Regions from separate parts of the Triticum aestivum genome. Here region 1 is linked to region 2. Evidence: chromatin contacts called from public Hi-C data. All regions are on one chromosome and are shown on one strand. Each heading gives the region's core, a stretch centred on a gene start, on an enhancer-like site or on the middle of the called end of the contact. The rest is flanking DNA. Distances are from core to core; before and after follow the strand shown. Region 1 holds the start of LOC123071482 (cytochrome P450 94C1-like). Region 2 holds the start of LOC123071475.

Region 1 (5,349 bases), core at 1,609-4,108, 240 kb after region 2:
TATTCCAAAAAGTAAAAAAATTCTAAACCATTTTTAAACAAATTTGACCTTTTGTTGTACTTGTATAAAAGGTTTCATCGAGGAATGACTTTCATGGTATTATGGGTGATTTCTTTAACACTACATACAAGTTACTACTCACACCTTTTCTATACCCCTATATAGTGTGCGGATAACTTTGAAAGATGGTCGTTGGATGAAGCCAATTTGACGGTGCAGAGATGGCAAATCCGAGAACTACCGGCCGTTGGATATCATCTACATTCCACCAGATTCTACCACATGTACAATCTAGAATACTCCATGGTTGAACTTAAGCATAATGCACAAACCTAAAAAACAAGCACTTCTCCATTGATCTATAATCTTTCACATCATAATTGCCTAATTTTTTTAGATGAATTGCCATTATTTGTTTTTACTTTATGCTTTACAATGCATAATTCCATAAATAAAATAGATTAACCTTTTTATAAAAACTAATTGGTTTTGAATGGGATGAACCATAAGAATTAAACGAACATCTACATCATGCATATATGACTCAAAACTTACATGCTATAGTGTGGTGTTTATTCATAATTTGGTTGCCAAATCTTATGCGTGCAATGCACATGTACCTTACTAGTTGTCCTAATTTGGTCGGGTTTTCTTCCCTGAAGTTGATGGGAGTTTTTTTCGTGAAGCTTTTTGTTCGAGCACAACAGAAGGTCAAATTTATTTCCGAAAAAGATTTGATTTTTATCTTTTTTCACAATTACTGTTTTTTAATATCAAGTACACATCCTCCGGAGAGCCAAGGAGGTATTTCCCCCAACGGTTTATATAGTCTTTCCGTTATCCGTACCACATAACAGTCGCGCGTACTCCGACCCGATCTCAATAATTTGCTGTCGATTCGAGGAATCTATCTGTAGATCTATCGATCTCGACTCTCAATCTCAAGTGGAGAGCTGCGTACGTACTGACTAATCAATCGTCCAGCATCATCGATCAGCTGCTGCTCGGTGCTGCCAAACGCCAGCGCACTCACGGCACCAGTGGCCACGGACTGCCAGCGGCATACAATCTAGCGCGCGATTTTATCCCTGTTCGAAAGGAAGAAACGGGCGAGAATAGGCCAACAAGAGCGCGATCGTCAGGACACCAACTGTTGTTTATTCCGTATCAGGTTGGTGGGCTGTGCCCGCTCACACCACGCGGTCGCCGGCGGACCCTGACCGGCAACCCGCCGGCGAACGTGGCCGTCAGCCCCGGCGCGAACTTGGGCCGGCGCGAGCTCCGGCCGATCGCCTCGATGTCGAAGCTGCGGACGACGGCGACGATGACGGCCTTCATCTCCATGAGCGCGAGGTCCTTGCCGACGCAGACGCGCACGCCGGCCTGGAACACCGGGTACCGGTACGGGCTCACCGGGACGAACTGCCCGTCGCGGAGCCACCGCTCGGGCCGGAACTCGGAGCAGTCGGGGCCCCACACGGACTCCATCCGGCCCATGGCGTAGGCGTGGTAGGTGACCCGGGTGCCCTTGGCCACCGCCGTGCCGTCCGGGAGCGTGTCGTCGCCCGCCGCGAACTTGGAGTCGAACTGCACCGGCGGGAACAGCCGCATGCTCTCGTACAGCGCCGCGTGCACGTAGTGCATGTCCTTGAGCTTGCTGAAGCTCGGCCGGTCGTTGTCGTCGTCGCCCGCGACGCGTGACACCTCGTCCCGGATGGCGGCGGCGACCTCCGGGTGATCGGAGAGGAGCAGGAAGAAGGCGGTCAGCGCTGAGGCGACTGTGTCGCGGCCGGCGAGCACGAAACTGACGACGATGTCCCTGAGGTACTTCTCGTCGCTGATGGAGCCCATGAACCGCGACAGGAGGTCGCTGCCGGACGCGGCGCCGCCGAGCTTGTGTCGTTGCCGGGTGACCTCCGCGGCGAACCCGTCGACGAGGCGCACGGATTCCCGGAGCTTTCTCTCGTCCCCGACGTTGAAGAACCGCTTCAGCCGCCATATGATCTGCAACGGGGCGGTCGCGCGCCTCGCTGAGAGCATCGACGCCGTGTCGAACGCGTCAACGAACGCCGATACCGGCATGGACAGCTCGAGGCAGCCCGGGTCGAGGCCGAAGGAGATCTTGCATATGCAGTCGAAGGCGAAGCGACGGAACACGTCCTGCAGGTCCAGCACCTTGCCACCGTCGTCGTCGTGGGAACATGCAGAGTCAAGCAGGGGAACGAGACGGCCCCGCAGCTCGGAGGCGACGACGCCCGAGGCGAAAGCCCTGAGCGCCGGGGACGCAAGCTCGGCCGCGGCGAGCTTCCGCTGGAACAGCCACGCGTCTCCGTCGACGTTAAAGATCCCGCGGCCGAGCAGGTCGGCGAGGATGGCGGAGAAGGGCTTGCCCTTGGGGTAGTTATCGAAGCGCGCGCGCAGCATGTGGTCGACGGTGACGGGGTTGGCTGTGAGCACGTTGCGGAGCACGTGCACGTGCACGGTCTGCGACGGCGAGCGGCGCAGCAGGTGCGCGTACCAGTCGCAGAGGTTGTCGAACTCGCCTGCCCACGACGCCGTGAGGTAGGCCTCGCAGACCGCGCAGTCGCACCACCACGGCGGGCGCGTGCGCGCCACGGCCAGGAGGGCGGCGAGCGCCACGGTGCACGCCGCGAGCGCGAAGAAGGCGCCGGCCACGTGCGGCTGCAGCGAGAGCGCCCCATGCAGCTCCGCCTCCGCCGCCGCCCCATGCAGCGCCGCCTCGACGCCCATGACGAGCACGACGTAACGACGGCGCTAGCTGCTTTTATCTATCGTACGTGCGTGTGTGTGCGCGCGCGCGGGGTTTCATATGCGGGCGGTGAGGTGAGGTGCCGTTGCGCCCGCCCCGGACGAGGCCGTTTTATACTGCCGGCCCTCTCCTCGCTCGTGTGTGTGGAAGGACGGTTATGGGCATGGACTCTCGCCCGTGTAGTTTCCCTCGTGACTTTGACCGCTCTCTCACTCTCACTCTCAGTAGGTCTGGGCACGTTCGCTCTCGAGCTCACCTCGGTCGATCGGGCTGTAGCAGCTGGTGGTCTAGACTCTATAGGTGGAGAGCCACATGTGCTATAGGAATAGCGCTTAATGATCTGCACGTTGTCCGCCGCGCCATGCGTGTCGTTCGATCGGGCCACGCACCGTCACCCACCTCCGGCTCCTTCTCCGGGTGGCACTTGGTTTTTCACCCCGGTCAGTCGACCACGACGTCAATACCCGGTCGTACATAACAGGAAAGCTCGCGCCTTGCCTACTTCGGCCAGCCAGAGCCAGTTATTGATTGCACTGCAGTGCCTACCCCTCCCACGATCCAGACAGTGCGATTGTACCGGACTAGTCGCCGTTCCAGGGATATTTACTGCGCCGTGGCGTTTTGAACGTGTTTCCAGTGCCCACTAGCTTATCTAGGCGCAGCAACACAGCAGCGCCAGGCCGCCCGGAGTACGTCTCTGCCCGTCTGCCGTCGTCGGGACCGACCGATCTTTCCCTCCCGCGGCGCATTAAGGACAACTGCAACGCTAGACCTCAGAAGGGTAAATTGCACAAAACCACCACCTTAAAGGATAGGTTTACAAAAAACACTACAATACATTATTTTGCAAAAAAAAAAACGTCTATGATAATTTTTTTGAAAAAACACTGATCGGCGGATCGGACTCGGTTAAGTGCATTTATGACAGATGGGGCCCGCCAGTCAGGCTCACTTGGCACCACTTAACCTCTCAAATATAACGGCGACGTTTGATAACGCTATCCTTATGTGGGGCCCTATGGGGGTCCACCTGTCATCCAAAGAAAAAAAAGAAGAAAATCTGCCTCCTACTTTTGTTATCCTCACGACCCCGTACGAGGTCCTGTTGCCAGAGACGCATCGCGCCGCCGCCGCCCAACCTGTGTACGCCACCGGCCGGCGACCGCAGCAGCAGCTCCAACTCGGACAGGAATCCCGCACCAGGACAGCGGCCGCGTTGCTCGGCTTCACCTGCGCGTCCCTCGTCATCGGTCGCACCCCGCCCCCGCTGCAACTCCCTCCGACCCCAACGGCGGGCCGACGTTCCGTCGCACGGCTCCCTCCGACGCGTGCCGCGACTGCGACGAGGCAACTGACCGCCTGATCCGGGAGCTCCAACCGTTCCCGCCTCGCCGGCGTGGCCACGCCGCCCGCCGACGACCATCTCCGTGTCCCGCTGCAGTCGGCCGACCGAGGAGCTCGAGGTGGCTGTTCTCCAGCCGCCACCCCAAGCCTCCACGGCTTGCTGCGATGCAGGTTCCTTCCCCCAGACCCCGATGGCGCGCCTCCTCGCCGGCGCTGAGACCCATGGGCGTCTCGTACTACTGCTCTGCTCGTGTGCTTGCGCAGGCCGAATCCATGAAGCAGATTGCTTTTATGTTTTTGATTGAAGGGTGTTCCTATGAAATTGTAGGGGCTGGTTTGTAAAATGTTCAAGAGAGGAGTGTGACGCTGACAAGCAGGTCCCATGTCTAGCAATTGATTTAATGTAACGGTGTGAAAATTTTGTGCCACGTAAGCCTGACTGGCGGGCCCCGTCTATCATAAACGCACTTAACCGAGGCAAAGCCGCCGATCAGTGTTTTTTGCAAAAAGATTACCGTAGACATGATGTTTTCTGCAAAAAAAATGTATTGTATTATTTTTCGCAAACCTAGTCTTCAAAGTGGTGGTTTTGTGCAATTTACTCACTTCAAAAGGACATCCGTTTTATTCGAATTTCGTTCGTTTGGAATGACGATTGATGCCAAAGCCCGACATATGCATCCGGCTTCTGTTCGAGGCGCCCAACGTGGCGACCAATCCCAAAATGTCTGCTGCGCCCGCGCCCGCTGTGGCATCTTGTCGCCGCGCCCGCCGTGGCGGCTCGTGCTCGGGGCCACCTGCCTGCGCCCTGCTCTGGTCCTGCCGCTGCGCCCGTGCGGCTACAGCCGCGCCAGCTCGCAGCCGCGCAGCAGCAGCACGCAGCCCCGCCGCCCATCACCTCGCCGAACGTAGCCGCGCCCCGCCGCCCGTCAGCGCACCTTGCAGCACGCAGCCGTGCCCTGCGCCCTGCCACCCATCGCCGCACTAGCCCGCAGCCGCGCCTCCCCCCCCCCCCCCCCCCCCCCCCCCGCCCTTCCCTGCGCCCCGCCGCCCACTATCGCGGCCTCGCTTGTGCCACGCCCGACATCCGCGGCTCGAACGGCGACGCGGGGCCGCGGCCCCGACTCCGTGGCTACCACGGGGATCGATTTCACGAGGCGGCGAAGAGGAGGAGGAGCAGGCGGCTTGATGACGGGCTGGGCTCGCCGGCAACGGCATCCTTGGCCGGCATGATG
Region 2 (5,338 bases), core at 2,367-4,866:
TTCCGACCTCTTGATCTTTTCCCACAAATTGTAAGAGATGGAGATGGAACTGGTAATGCTGCATCAACTGTAACAAGACTTAAATTAGAATTAGACTCTGCGTATCCAGTTTCTCTTTCAAATTCAGTATCAGTGCCAGAAACATGCTTGCTGCTGCTTGGGAGTGGATATTTCCGGGGCCTCCCCCTCTTTTTCTTTGGTTTCGTGCAGCATATTAGAGCTCTAGAGGTATCTTCTGTCCATTCAGTGTCAGGCGAACACTTTATTTTGTCAATTGGGATTTTCCTAGGTCTACCCCTGCCTTTTTTTGGAGCTGATTCCACAGACTGCACAGATGGTATACCACAAGATAATGCAAGATCGCCTGGAATAACTCCTGAAGTGGCAAGAGGGTCAACAAAACTAGAGCCTGGACTTCCGCTATTTTTTGTTGAATCTACCACTTTGGCAACTGACAGTGGATATTTTCTTGGTCTGCCCCTTGGTTTTTTCAGACTAGGTTCTGCATGATCCGTTGGTTTTTTCAGACTACTACGTTCCGTGCGATCATCCCCAGTCGTCAGTTTTATCTTTCTCGGTCTCCCTATTGGTTTTCGAGGAACTGATGAACTCTCAATTGAATTGTTCTCTTTTGGTATTTTTCTAGGCCTTCCTCTACAATTGCTATTACTGTATGCAAGCATTGACTGATTAGTATGTGCCTCTTCAAAGGGTGCTACAATACACCAAACTTGAATGATGCCTCTGCCAATCAGTGGCATACCAATTTTATGGTAGGAAGAACCAGGAGGATGAGCAGCAACAGCAAGATACTGCAATAGATAAAAGAACATGATCAGCAATTCTAAGTAACTCCTATGTTCTACTAATCTTTTTGTAAATCCAGTAAATTCTTGCGATTAAAAAAGGTACTCCCCACGATCCATATTACTTGTCGCTCAAACGGATGTATCACTGAAATACGTCTAGATACATCCATTTGAGCGACAAGTAATTTGGATCGGAGGGAGTACTATTCATAGACACTGAAAAACAAGTGCAACCTAGCAATGAGCCAGCATGCAAAGATGCACTTGAGAAAAGAGCTACTAGTTCATGCTCAGAGTCAGTTGATCACAACCTCGCAATTTGCGGGAGAAGAAGGCTTGTCGCACAACCTCGGGCACCAGTCCAACGACCAAACATTCCCCCCAGCGAATAAAATGAAATCAGAGCTGCAACAGTTAAGAGATTTAATCACAGTTCAATGCATGGTTCTCTACAGTCATATGGATAATGTAACAGAGAAAACTGAAAGAGTGTAGAAATAAGGTCAAAATTAGCAGTGTATCACATATCATCAGTTTTTGACAATGCTGAAAATTAATTAATGAAAGAAATAAAGCAATGGTGTTTCATCAAGCAACTTCACTGTTAACCTACTAACAAATCCCTCCCCCCCCCCCCCCCCCCCCCCGCGCGCGCGCGGAATTTCAGACAGCCTTACTCTTGCATAATATTTCTGCAAGGAGGCTGGCTCAAACTCAGGACCTCCAGGCCACAAGTGGAGGGGCTCTGCCACTGCGCCAGGTCCGCCCTTCTACTAACAAATCCCCTAAAAGCAGCAAAACCTTGCATGGGTTGGCGCCACTTGATGACCCAACTCACTCTGCAGGATTACTCCTGGACCAAGAGAATATTGTTTTCATTCTCAAATAGTTGTTCTTTTATTGTGTATGCAGTCCAGAATGTAAAACTTTGATCACTGATTACACCAAAGAACAAAATGATATTCATATATTGGTCAATGAAAGTACTTTCATAACACTAATCATTTTAAATTATTTTACTGGTATATAATTAGAATCAAAGGTGTATTTGAGATCATGTTACGTTTGTGAAATAGCAAGAAAATTATTGTACTTCCGTATAAAATTCTTCACCAACAAATGAGAATAGAGACTGGCCTGCTTACCAGTCCATGTGCAGCAACCTTTGAATTGTGAGCAGACAAACAAAAATATTACATAAACAGGGCTATGGAAAAATCTTGGGTCATAAGTTCAATACTCCAAATAACCAGAACTCAGGAACTTAAATCTTAACGTATCTCTCCTCAACAAACTTAGGGAGAATCATGTAACAAAATAAGAAGATTCTAGTAAGTTGAAAAAGTCTAGCTTCTAGAAATAATACCTGTATGTATTATTATCCCTCCCATCTTCCAAATGTGTGACCTGCATTGATTTGCACTGATGTGATCCAATAAATCAACAGAAAGCTTTCCTCCAATGTTATAACAGGAACTTTAGACTCAGAAATTAGCACTGTAGTTTTACTAACCTGAGGAACAGATGCAGACGAGAACTGTGGTAAGGTAATCTCATGTGTGTCATCTCTGGATGAAGTTGATCCAGTGCCGTAAGTAAAACTTACACCTTTTGGCTCATAATTAAAATGCTTCCATTCTCTGGGAAGATAACAATTGATTAAATGTCAAGCAAAATGGGTTCTGAGTAATCCAAAAAAACACTAAAATATGAAAACAGGGAAAGACAGAGTAAGCTAGTAAAAACGAAACAAGAAGACATCTTGTGCTCTCCAATTAGGTATACTGCCAATGTAACAACTGCAACTTTTCACAATGTGCTAATCTTATGGACAAACAGAGCCATCTCCGATGAGCATGTGCTAATACTAAGCAGAAAAGACTCAAATTAATTCCATACCAAGTCAATAAAAGTGGCCTTACTTGCCAATAAATCTGATTTTTTTAATCTAAAATGAAAGCAACTAGAACTGTAGATCAAGAAAAGGCCCAAAATTCCCAGTGTACAGGCGGCCAGCCATTAAATTTAAAAGATCCTATCATCATCAATCAGTCAAACAATAAACCTAAATTTAGCTATCACGCCCACCAAATTTTCACAACAGGTCTCATGGTACCATTCTAATCAGACAAAAACCAGCTGATAACAACACAATCACCTGGGGTGACTGCAGCAAATGAATTGTAGTGAACAGTAACCGCAAGAAATAAATGCTACCATAAGAAGAATAAGAATTTTTCGTTTGTAGTGGTGCTATAATAAACTCCGAAGTCACAAACTTCACAAAATTCTCCCGCACACACGACACATCAATCAATCAATCAACAAAGCTAAAGAGGTTTCACGTTCCAAGCTCCACCGTACGTGCACAACCACATCTCCGTCCCGCGCCACGTGTAAAAAGTTCAACCGATGAAGCAGCCATTAATTGCTGTCGCCGCTGTACGGCTTGCAAGCCCACAACTGAAAGCTGCCAGATTCTATCGCGGTGATTGGGGAGCAAGGAGAGCGCGTCTTCACCTGAGGAACGTTATCGAGGAGGCGAGACGCTCCGCTTCGGCGTCGGGGAACCCCGGCTCGGGGTCGCCGGCGGCGAGCTCCGAGATGGCGCGTACCGCTCTGGAGAAGTCTTCTGCAGATTGCTCGAAGCAGCAGACTTCGACGCCCGCGTTGCCCTTGTGCTCCCCTTCCGGCGGGGACGGCGCGGCCGTCGTCTCCGGCGGCGCGGCCATCGCCGGCGGGGGGAACAGCGACCAAAAGCAAGGGGCGTTCTAGGGCTTAGAGCCGCGGGAAGAGAGGGCGTGTCTGGCGGAAGATGGGCCCAATTATACACCTTGGGGCGCACCCGCGTGGGCTGGGTTTCCTAGTATGTGTTTTCAGGCCCTCGAAAGGCTCCGAGTCCGGCCCTGCTAAGTACTGCGGGCGTGTCCTTTTTTCTTCATCGAAAGTCAAGTACAGCCCATCAAAAAAAAAAGTCAAGTACAGTACAAACGGACTACAATAGAATCTGATCCTCTAGTGAAAAAAATAGAAAAAAGCAACCTAGACCGTTGGATTGGTACTAGAGATGGCACAAATTCAAGTGGAGAGATGACATATGCCACTTCGCTGTACATTTTATAAAACACCCCTGCTAACACTACAGAAATCAGTTGATTTGCCGTATGTGAGCTCTTTGCCGTGAGTTGATGATGGCAAAGACCACCCTTTTGGCGTCAGCTAGCTACTGACGACAAAGACTTTGCCGTATTTTTTTTACAGATGACAAATAGCTCACTTTGATGTCCGATTTATTTTTTATAGACGACGAAGAGGTCATTTTGGTCGTAATATTTTTGTCGAATGAAAAGAGACGCAAACATGTCGAAGGAAAAGCGGTCGTTTGCGGGATCTGTTCCGCTGGAGCACTCGTCACACCGTAAAAAAGTTTTACGGACGCTCTTATACGCATTTTGGGGGATGCGCGGTTACGGGATCTGCTAGAGATGCTCTCGGGCCTCCAACCAAACAGCCCCTATAAGCGGGGAGCAGGCAAGCCCCGTCCAATCCCAACGGGCAGTTATCCAACGTTGCCTCATGTCACGTGTTGGGTGAACCCGCTGGAGTAGTTTCTTTTGTGAGTTATATTTTTCGGGTTTTCATATTTTACTTGGTTTTTCCCAAGCCTCCTTGGAAAAAATATTATTATTATTGGTTTTCTCGCATGAAGCACACCGTGCGAAAATCACAATGTGCTTCATGGTGAAGCACCGCTCTGCTTCCTCGTGAATCGCAGTGGTACTTATCAAAAGTGAAAAGTTGTGGTTGAGTTGTGCTTTCATCGTGAAGCGCACATGTGCTTCCTAAAAAGTGGAAAGCATGTTTTTCTTCTGTTTCCGGGTTTTCCCTTGATTTCTAGTTTTTTTAGGTTTATAAGAAAAGTTTGTCAAAAGCTATTAACACGGGATCATGTTTCAAGGACCTCAACGTGAGAAACCCAACGGTGAAAATCGTATGTGATTTGGACGCACGTTCAAGAGATAAAATGTTTTCTGAAAATAAGTCTACGAAAGAAAGAAAACTCTCATATTGTGACAAGTGTCGCACATACAGTGTGTCACTTGTCACCATTAGACAAGGTGTGAGTGATCTTTGCAAGGGGTACCCCTTAACTTATGATTTTGCTGAGTGTGCTTCACGCATCCGGCGGCAAACCATGGTGGCCTAGACAACAATACTCGAATAAGTATGACCCAGAATCTGAAATAGCTTTGCGGTGAGACATCAGGTCATCCATTGCTCCCGCCTCAGTTCTATCCAATGCAACATAAACCACCGGCCTAGTTCGATCATCTAATCTTGCCTACAAAGTCTCGTTTATTTGTAGAAGTATGAGTTTGATGATGATCTCAACCATTTAACCACTTATATCTCTCTCACATTAAAGACTTACAACAATACACCAATGCCCCATAAAAAGTTGCAACCAGGTCCCTAAAAGAGTCAAACAAGCCCAATTTCCAACATGAACCAATGGTGTGCCTCTATTG

The links. A called contact is a pair of places that touch in the nucleus more often than the background predicts.
Region 1: a Hi-C map of leaf shows a contact between it and region 2, with 3 times the contacts expected there. The contact joins the promoter of LOC123071482 here to the promoter of LOC123071475 in region 2. A contact is called at or near these places in 2 of 5 Hi-C or Micro-C datasets (both in leaf).

Annotation. Positions count from the first base shown.
Region 1 is chr3B:652,377,093-652,382,441 of IWGSC CS RefSeq v2.1, forward strand. It overlaps LOC123071482 (cytochrome P450 94C1-like), which reads right to left and starts at 2,859. Exons shown (of 1, transcript XM_044495057.1): 1 at 792-2,859. The coding sequence starts at 2,751. The coding sequence ends at 1,168.
Region 2 is chr3B:652,136,880-652,142,217 of IWGSC CS RefSeq v2.1, forward strand. LOC123071475 reads right to left here and starts at 3,617. Exons shown (of 15, transcript XM_044495048.1): 1 at 3,330-3,617; 2 at 2,323-2,449; 3 at 2,176-2,216; 4 at 1,121-1,214; 5 at 1-812. The coding sequence starts at 3,541.